3 separate regions of the Mus musculus genome follow, and all the other regions are linked to region 1. A link is a contact called in public HiChIP or PLAC-seq and Micro-C data. All regions are on one chromosome and are shown on one strand. Each heading gives the region's core, a stretch centred on a gene start, on an enhancer-like site or on the middle of the called end of the contact. The rest is flanking DNA. Distances are from core to core; before and after follow the strand shown. Region 1 holds the start of Prom1 (prominin 1). Region 2 overlaps Prom1 (prominin 1). Region 3 overlaps Gm42427 (MLV-related proviral Env polyprotein-like).

Region 1 (2,761 bases), core at 80-2,579:
CAGCTAGGAGCTCCCAGGAGAGAGAACTCAAGTCTCAAGCTAACACCATCCTCAGTAGCCTGTCTGCCTCTGAGCAGGAAAGCTGTGGAGCCCAGGAGACTGTAAAGGGGAGAACTGGCCATCTTAGACTTCTCTAGTACTCCAACACTGCTTGCTTCAGTTTTCCGTGGTTTCTCAGTGGTCTTTCTGAATGAACTCTTTCTACACCTTCGCCGTGTAGAGGTCAATTTCAATTTCACCTTCCCCTGCCCATCCTCAGTGTATGCTATATTTTGTGGTGAGAAAATTACTAAATTAAAGTTCATTTGTCAGGGCTGGGGAGATTGGTGAGTGGTATAAAGCATCGGTTGTTTTGGCAGAGGCACTCCCTCTTTGCAGAGTTTAATTCCCTGCACCCAGCCCGTATGGCAGCTCACAACCCTTTGTAACTCCAGTGACAGGGAAGCCAACACCTTCTTTTGACCAACTCCACGGTAAAGTGCTACACATACATTCATGCAGGCAAAACATTCATACACGTAAACTATTTTTAAAAGGCCATGTGTCCACATACCTATTCTTCCAACATCTGTGCAGCCATTCTTTCATCTCTCCGTCCATCTACCTAACAACCCGCACACAATTAATACGCATCCTTTGATGGTAAAAATGTCCCAGAGGCGCTATTCTTCCTTGGTCTATTCTCTACCCACTTTTGGTTGAATCCAGGAATGTAATTGATCAAAAGGACCAGCGTTGTGTTTGTCCCTGATAGCACAGGGATACACTACAGCCAATTTTTCTCCCCCTTAGATGATTTTTGTTTGTTTGTTTGTTTTTTAGTTGTTTTAAATAAAATGCACTGAGTACCGGTATCGTGTCTAAAGAGCCAGGAAAGTGTGGAGGTTAGAGATTTTAGGAGCTAGCGGCCTTCCAAGCAGCGATTTAGGATTAGGTGATAGAGAAGGGTGTTCTGGGACTGAGCAGGGATTTCAGCAGGAAATAAATGCTCTGTCCCGTGGGTGTCCCCAGGGCATTGTAGCCTCTCAGAAGGTCCAATCAGTGCGCTCAGACTCAGAGCCCTAGGCTCCTGCTCTTTAAATTACCGAGCCTTGTGGAGACCCCGGCACCTGGCCTTAAGCTCAGCCCTGAGTAAGTACGTTTCTGAAGGAGTCGGTGTTCCTTTAGTTCCATCCCCAAACCTCTGCCAGAGACCCTAGAGGACGCAACAGGTTCCCAGAGTCCTGGAGTCCCGTGGTCCTGACTCAGGCACCCTTAGCCAACCCGGGGCGGAGCAGTGGGACGGGCTCTCACCCAATCACTCTTGTGGTGCCCTGGGGCTGGACCTTAAATAATTCATGAATTAAGTGGAAGGAGCCCAGCTTAGAGGCGAGGGGCTGGAGGGTTCCGAGACCCGGAGGAGAGCTGGACCGGAGAGGTGAGTTGCTCCGAGTGCCGACCCAGCGCGGGGCGCTGAGCTCCCCCTCTTCTAGAACACCCAGGGCAGGGATGAGGAGTGGAGAAGCTCGAGCAACGTCTTCCTCTGCCTCCACAGCAGGTGGCGGGAACCTAGTTTGTCTTCCCGAAGCTGGAGGGGCTGCAGGGTGGTGTGGGTCTCGGCCAGTGGGCGAGCCCAGGGTCTGGAGGACTGGTTATAGAGCGTGCAAACTTTTTCCCGCGGCGGTGGCCGGCTCCTCTCCGCGGCACATTGCTCCGCTCCGGTACTCCTTCCATCCTGTGGAGGGGTGGAGGTCGCTGGGTTCCGGAGACAAGAGCAGGAGGCGGTGAGACTTTCAGGCCACCGGCCCGCTTTCGGGAAGGGCGGCGAGAGGAGGTTCGGTCTGGGTCTTGAGAACTCTTTTGCGGTAAGGAAAACTCCAGGAAAGGCCAAGGTGGGGGGTAGGCTGGGGGAGGGGGACAGGACGTGGGACTCCCGGCCACCAGCCACCATCTGCTACCTATGTGCAGCTCACAGTGCTACTGGCCGCAGCGGGAGGGCGATGCCGGTGCAAGGGCAAACCGCCTCCCTGCGGCCGTTGCCAAGCGCACGCACCCGGGCTGGAAGTCCTGGCTCCAGTCAGCCCTTAGGGTCACACAGCACCGAGAATTTCAGCTTTCCTAGAGATGGAGAGCAGGAGCGCTCAGGGCATACCTTGACAGAATGCGGGGACCAGGGACAACAAAGAGGAATGTGGACTGAGCAGAGCTTCGTGGCTGCTGGAGGATCGGGGCTCGAGCTAAGTTCCCGAGAATGGGTCGGAGAGGTTCCAATCCTCAACCCGGCGTTCAAACAGGACTGGGTGGGGAAATGCCTTGGTGGCGCTCCGGACTACAGGACTCAGGGGCGATCCCCTCCCCCAGGCGACGGCGGATTCCTGGAGGCTCCCAGCTTCGCGCGCCGCCTCGCAGTCGGTTCTTTTGTGTTCCGCAGCCCGGGAAAGGCCCCTGAGAAGGGGGGAAGGTGGGCAGGAGGGCGCCGGGTCTGGCGGCAGCTTGTAGGGAAAGGCAGCGGAGCAAAGGTACCGGCGCTTCCTGCAGCTACTGCTTCCTCCGGGAGCTCGCTCTGTTGCTCTCTTGTTCAGTTGTGGACTTTTCTCATGCCCAGGCGGAGAATGGTTTGCTCGGCTTCTTGTGGGCGGTTGCTGGCCTTTGTTAAGCAAGCGAACGGTTAAAGTCCTTTGTGGACCCCTCCACCCTAACTCACTAGAGACCCAAACAACTTGAACAATGAATTTGCTTTGAGCCATGTGAGAACTTTTTTGATTGACCAATTGAATATTGG
Region 2 (2,761 bases), core at 158-2,657, 52 kb after region 1:
ACTTTGGAGAACTACAGAGAAAATGTTCTGCCAGCCACCTGCCATCTTCCAGGTCTCAGGCCACCCTGTTTCCTCTCTTTCTTTCTGACCATGAGGGCTTTTGAACTTGTTATTTTAAACATTGTTGTTGTTGTTGTTCTCACCGTTGGGTGTTTTATATTCATGTGTCTGCATTTTGTGCATGCCTGATGCCTGCAAAGGCCATATCCTCAGGAACTGGAATCACAGAGTGACCATGTGGGTGTTGGGATTTGAACCTGGGTCCTCTGGAAAGGCATCCTTGCTAACTGCCAAGCAGTCTTCCCAGCCCTTGGAGTTGTCATTTTTTTAACCCAAACATAAACATTTACACTGGAAATTTGCTTGGAAAGTTGTTGAGATCATTTGCAGAACTCTGTTTAGCACAGACTTTGTTGTTGTTGTTGTTGTTGTTGTTGTTAAAGTTATTGATAGCATGATTTTGATCGTCTCTAGCCGGGCTTTCTAGAACTGCGTTCTTGACAGTTGAAAGGTTTGGAAAGGATATTTTCTGAAAGGTTGTACGGCAGTTCGTTGATCTGAGTGACTTTCTTGTGAGTAAAGTCATATAGAATAAAGGACAAGGGCAGTTTCTGACATCTACGCTGAGCACACAGCAAGTGTCAGCAGATCAAGTTTAGAACAAACCTTCAAGCGTTCAGGAATGAGGACAGGCCACATAAGGCAAAGTTGACGGGGAGGAGGTTACGACCTCCTTTTAGGGGCATTGAACTTAGGTATAACTAAGAGTAAACCTCGGCAGGCATTGCGACACACGACATCACAGATTCCTGTGGCGGAGCTCCTTTCATGGGGATGGACAGGAAAAGGTCAATAGGAAGTGGTGAACTTCCTGGTCCACTTTGACTTATTCCATGACCAAATGGGTCTGTTGCTTGGTAGAAGGAATGACTGAGATCATTTGTAGCATGCAGGGAGAGAAAGTCTGATTCCCCAGGGTGGATACCAGCTCTACTTAGGGGTGATTCTAACTTGTCACAACCCAAATATTTGAACCTGGCTTAGTTAAATAAAGACCCTGGTATATTACCAGGTTTCAGTTCTTGTTTGTGTGTGTGTGTGTGTGTGTGTGCATGTGTGCCTTGCACATAACTCTAAAATCATCGAGTCACTAACCTAGCTTAGGATTAGGGTGTCTTGCTCACCAGTAATGAATATAACTGAGGTACACTGTCTGCTTCATAAGTGTAGGACAGAGAGTAGTGGGTCATATGGCAGTTCAAAGGGTACAGGACGTTTTGTCTTCATTTTCTGAGGTTGCACTAAGATGGGACTCAAGCTTTAGAATAAACAAGTTCCCAGGGAATTTGTGGACATCCCCCAAGCCCTTCTCCTTTGCAATATGAGCAGTGTTTATACATCCTAGGGTGGATTCCAGCTGGTTTATAATATCAGCTCCAAGCTGCCCTGGCTCCAAGCTGGCTGAAGCTCAGATAGAAAGAAAGGTCTTCACGGAGTTAGTGGGGCTGGGGGCTGGGGGGTGAAGTGGGGGGATGGGGAGTGGGGAGGTGGTGGGAGGCGGAGTGGGGATGAGGAACCAGGTCCAAGTCACATGTTCTGGCTCTCCTAATTCCACCATAGCTCACTAGGCTGAGTTAAGTACTGTTCAATGTCATGTGCCACATAGGCATGTTAGTGTCACTGGCAGCCCGAGAGGAACTGTGTATTATTGTCACAGGAAGACAAGTTTTAAGAACGAGAAACCACATACGAACTAAGCACTCCTCCAGATGCAACAGTACTTTTTATTTGTTTAGAATTTTTTTTTTTTTTACTATGTGTCTGTGTCTGTGGCTATGTGTGATTATTTGTTTATATGTGTGTATCTGTGATTATGTGTCCATGTGTGTATGTGTCTGGGGGGGAGGGGGGGATATGAGCACTGGAATGTGGATGCCCTTGAAAGCCAGAGGCATTGGCTGCCCCAAAGCTGGCAATACAGTTGGTTGTAAGCAGCCCCTCAGGTGCTATGAACTAAACTTGGGTTCTCTGGAAGAACAGTTGTGAAAACTTTCTTCCTGTTGAGCCATCTCTCCAGCCCCATGGAGCAGTACTCTTAAACAGAGTGAATATATGTCCTGGGACTTGGATTTTGTTGTTGTTGTTGTTCATTTGTTTGTTTGTTTGGGTTTTTTTGTTGTTGTTTTGTTTTTGGTGACATGGGATTTTTTCAATGCAAAAAGGCAGGATGCCTGTTATCCCACTGGTACGGAGATTGCTTGGTAACTTGATAGGCTGTTCCATGTTGTTTCCCCAGGATTTATTTGGTACTTGCTAACCTGTTCTTAAAGCATATGCACATTGTACACTGGATACAAAAATAACAGTTTTGGTCTTTTCTGTCTGTGGGTAAAACGGGTTGTGCTATTTATTAATTCCTTGCTGCCCTCTAGTGGTCAGATTGAAAAGTAGTTTGGGTTTTAGCTCCCCTGCCTTGAGGGGTTTGTTTTAATTTTGAGACAAGGTCTCTTTGTGCAGCTCAGGTTAGTCCGGAGCTCTGAGGTCTTCTCACTTTGCTCTTCCAAGTGTCGGGATAATGGGTGTGTGCTACCATGCCTGGCTGAGCCTTTACTCCTGCAGCCGATAAAATTCTAAGGTTCAGAGGCCCTCAACAAATGAACCAATTTGTATAACTCAAACCAAGAGATTGATAGTGGCTAATGAGCACAAGCGCTTTTAGTACCCTTAAATTCAGTCTTTTGAGATAAGTGAGGAAGAAGGT
Region 3 (2,761 bases), core at 164-2,663, 42 kb before region 1:
TTGCTATGTGCTCTGTTGCCCTTTGAGAAAAGACTGCTTCACTAAAGTTGGCTTGTATAGTATATATGTATAGTGGTTATCTCTGATACCTTGTGGACCTAAATGCTACAACCCCCCTCCCCTGTACCTACTTGAAGATCTGTCTGCTTCTACTTTTTAGATGTGTATGAGGACTCAAACTGGGGTTCTCATGATTTAGTGATAGGCAGTTTACTCACTGAGCTGTCTGTCTCCCCAGCCGTCCAGATGTTTTTCAAACAGAAAAAGCAAAGGACTGTGGAAATAAAGGGGGTGGGAGAGATGACCTGTGTCCTGCCAGAGCTCCGGGGCTCTGGGTGGGCAGACACAGGGGACTGCCGCACGCTCTCCACGTCTCATCTGGCTGTGGGAAGTCACGGAACCCCAGTCTGAGAGGGGGCGGGGGTGGAGAGGGTCCCTGGGCCTCATGGAAGCCAGGGACAACAGATTCTAGCTCTTGGGCATTTCAGGACATTGCTGGATACTGCGGAAGAGCTGAGAACTGGTGGGGCCCCCCAGGAGTGGCTCAGTCTGTCCCAGGGTCGAAGGGAAAAGGGGTAAGGGGAGAAGGCACTGGATGGTTCCAATGTGGGTGAGAGTCTGGCTATCTCAGGCTGCTAGCTCAGTGGGCAGCTAGGGCAAGGCCTATTCCATTGTTCTAGCATGGCTGGCCTTGATGAGCAGAGATGGTCCGTGGTTTATTGTACAGGTTTATTGTAGAAAAGCAGAGAGAGAGAAAAGGTAGGGAAGTAGAGTCTGGCTATGACCACATGGAGATAGGAGAGAAGAGAGGGAAAGAAGGAGGGCAAGAGGTAAGAGAGAGAAGAGACAAGAAGAAGCAAGAGAGGGAGGAAGGGTCCCTTTTATAGTGGGGGGGGGGGGGCTACCTTGCTGTTGCAGGGTAACTGTGGGGAGGAGCATACCTGGCTATTGTCAGGTAAATGTGAGGGTGGATTCTGGACTGATAGTCACAGAATGGTGGAGTTGAGGACTCCTGGTGTCAGGTGAGTTTAGGGGCGTAGCTCACTGTTCTGTCCCTTGTAGGGTTTTCTACTGGGTTTCCAGAGTAAGCCTCTCCCGACCAAAACATAGACCAGACTGCCTTCTTCAGTCCCACAGATAACTATAGATAGAACATGCCATTTGGGGACACCCAAGTCTTCGTTCTCAGGCTATGGTCACTCCTATTTGGCTCCAAAATAAAACCATCTTTTTTATTTCTTTGGGGTGAGAGTTGTTTCTCACCTTGACACCAAGTTTCACTTCGTTCCTAGAACTTTGCTTTTATTGGATGTGAAACGGGGAACCTAAGGCTAATCTGTGCTTTAAAGGTGTGGTGTAGCCAGATACATGCTGGGAAGCAGGCTTTCCCCAGAGACCTTGCTTTGAACCTGTATTTGCATATCAGTGCATTTGAATTCAACTTTTCCTTCTCCCGTCTAATGGGCTTGAAGGAGGCCAAGTCACACATGGTGCTTTGTCTCATAAATAAGGAAGTAACTGCAGGGAATCAGATCCTCCGACCCCCTGAGAAGCAGGTGCTTTGTCCTTGGGACACCAGGGAAGAAAATTGGCAGCGGTGCCCTACGTGGCAGTAGGAGGGTGAATTGTGGTAAGAACAGAGCCTTCTCTGATTACACTGCAGCTTGTTCTGGGTTGCAGCTACTTCAGGGCTCTGATGCCCCACTCTGAGAGAAGACCACACCCCAGAGAAAAAAACAAAGCAAAACAAAAAGCTTGGGACCTGTGTTCCTGCACAAAAGGACGGGCCCTGTGGGGTGACTTACCTCCTTTCCAAGCCGCAACTTGGAATTGTTTGTTAGGCCTAATATGACATTGCCACTAACTGCATGACCTGTGCAACAGACCCGTAGTGCCTCTGAGTTCTAGAAGCTGAAAGTACCAGAGAGTGTGGACTGTGAGGGAGGGATGTGTCCCTGCTGCTGAGGCTGACATCTCTCTGTGTCTCTTAAGAGCCTCTACCTTCTGAACATGCCAGTCCATGTGTCTGCATGTCCCCTTCTTTTATTGTGGGGAGAAGGCAGCCGTGATAAGAGCCACCCAATGGACTTCATTTTAGTTTTACAATTGCCCCCTTAAAGACCTTGTCTCTAAACTAGGTTACATTCTGATGTCTTGTGACTAAGGACTTCAACTTGTGGGTTCTGGGGTAGGGAACACAATCCTGTATTGTGGTGGTGAAAGACCCCCGACGTGGGTAGTCAATCAATCTGAGGAGACCCTCTCAAGGACCAGCGAGACCACGATTCGGATGCAAACAGCAAGAGGCTTTATTGGGAGCACGGGTACCCGGGCGACGCAGTCTATCGGAGGACTGGCGCGCCGAGTGTGGAGTTTTTACCCTTTTTATAGGGCTGGGGCTGGGGAGCAAAAAGCGCGGTTACAGAAGCGAGAAGCGAGCTGGTTGGTTAGTTCGAATAAGGCTTGGGGTATTTCTCGGTCATTTGGGGAAACTGAGGTGGGACTTTTTAGTTCTAAACAATGTCTATTTTCAAGAAATGGGTATGGGAGGGGTACGAGGAAAGGGTCTAATGAAGGTTCAACAATGGGCACACACCTGGTCAGAACATTGGCAGACACACAGGTTCAAGGAGTGGCCAGAGCACTGTGCACCTCTATTTTTCTAAATCAGTGAAGCTAGTTCTGCTAACACTGACGTCTGAGAGCCATCTGTTCTTGGCCCTGAGCCGGGGCCCAGGTGCTTGACCACCGATATTTGGCC

What was found. A called contact is a pair of places that touch in the nucleus more often than the background predicts. HiChIP or PLAC-seq counts read pairs in DNA pulled down with a chosen protein or histone mark.
Region 2: a Micro-C map of palatal mesenchyme shows a contact between it and region 1, with 2.5 times the contacts expected there. The contact joins the enhancer-like site here to the promoter of Prom1 in region 1. A contact is called at or near these places in 10 of 39 promoter capture datasets (embryonic stem cells, liver, macrophages and 3 more), 1 of 15 datasets of contacts at CTCF or cohesin (embryonic stem cells), 55 of 484 Hi-C or Micro-C datasets (ECoMG myeloid progenitors, the HL-1 cell line, the MC3T3-E1 cell line and 24 more), 10 of 115 datasets of contacts at active chromatin or transcription factors (double positive thymocytes, embryonic stem cells, liver and 2 more) and 3 of 9 other capture datasets (adipose tissue, liver and pancreatic islet).
Region 3: an H3K4me3 HiChIP or PLAC-seq map of embryonic stem cells shows a contact between it and region 1, with 22 read pairs. The contact joins the enhancer-like site here to the promoter of Prom1 in region 1. A contact is called at or near these places in 5 of 39 promoter capture datasets (the 3T3-L1 cell line, 3T3-L1-derived adipocytes, hippocampal neurons and 2 more), 11 of 484 Hi-C or Micro-C datasets (the C10 cell line, brain, cerebellar granule neurons and 5 more), 3 of 115 datasets of contacts at active chromatin or transcription factors (embryonic stem cells and pancreatic cancer cells) and 3 of 9 other capture datasets (adipose tissue, liver and pancreatic islet).

The regions. Positions count from the first base shown.
Region 1 is chr5:44,100,304-44,103,064 of GRCm38.p6, reverse strand. Prom1 (prominin 1) reads left to right here and starts at 1,329. Exons shown (of 28, transcript NM_001163577.1): 1 at 1,329-1,417.
Region 2 is chr5:44,048,442-44,051,202 of GRCm38.p6, reverse strand. All of the region lies in intron 5 of Prom1 (prominin 1), which reads left to right. Among named protein-coding and RNA genes, the nearest start is that of Prom1, 52 kb to the left of the region's middle. Within about 2 kb of position 1,407, at least 14 of the 459 cell types and tissues checked have an H3K27ac peak or open chromatin away from gene starts, as enhancers often do. A contact at or near this core is called in palatal mesenchyme and rod photoreceptor, where this site is marked.
Region 3 is chr5:44,142,798-44,145,558 of GRCm38.p6, reverse strand. It overlaps Gm42427 (MLV-related proviral Env polyprotein-like), which reads right to left. Exons shown (of 1, transcript XM_030254993.1): 1 at 2,218-2,761. Among named protein-coding and RNA genes, the nearest start is that of Gm42427, 3.6 kb to the right of the region's middle. Within about 2 kb of position 1,413, at least 16 of the 459 cell types and tissues checked have an H3K27ac peak or open chromatin away from gene starts, as enhancers often do. A contact at or near this core is called in colon epithelium, embryonic stem cells and uterus, where this site is marked.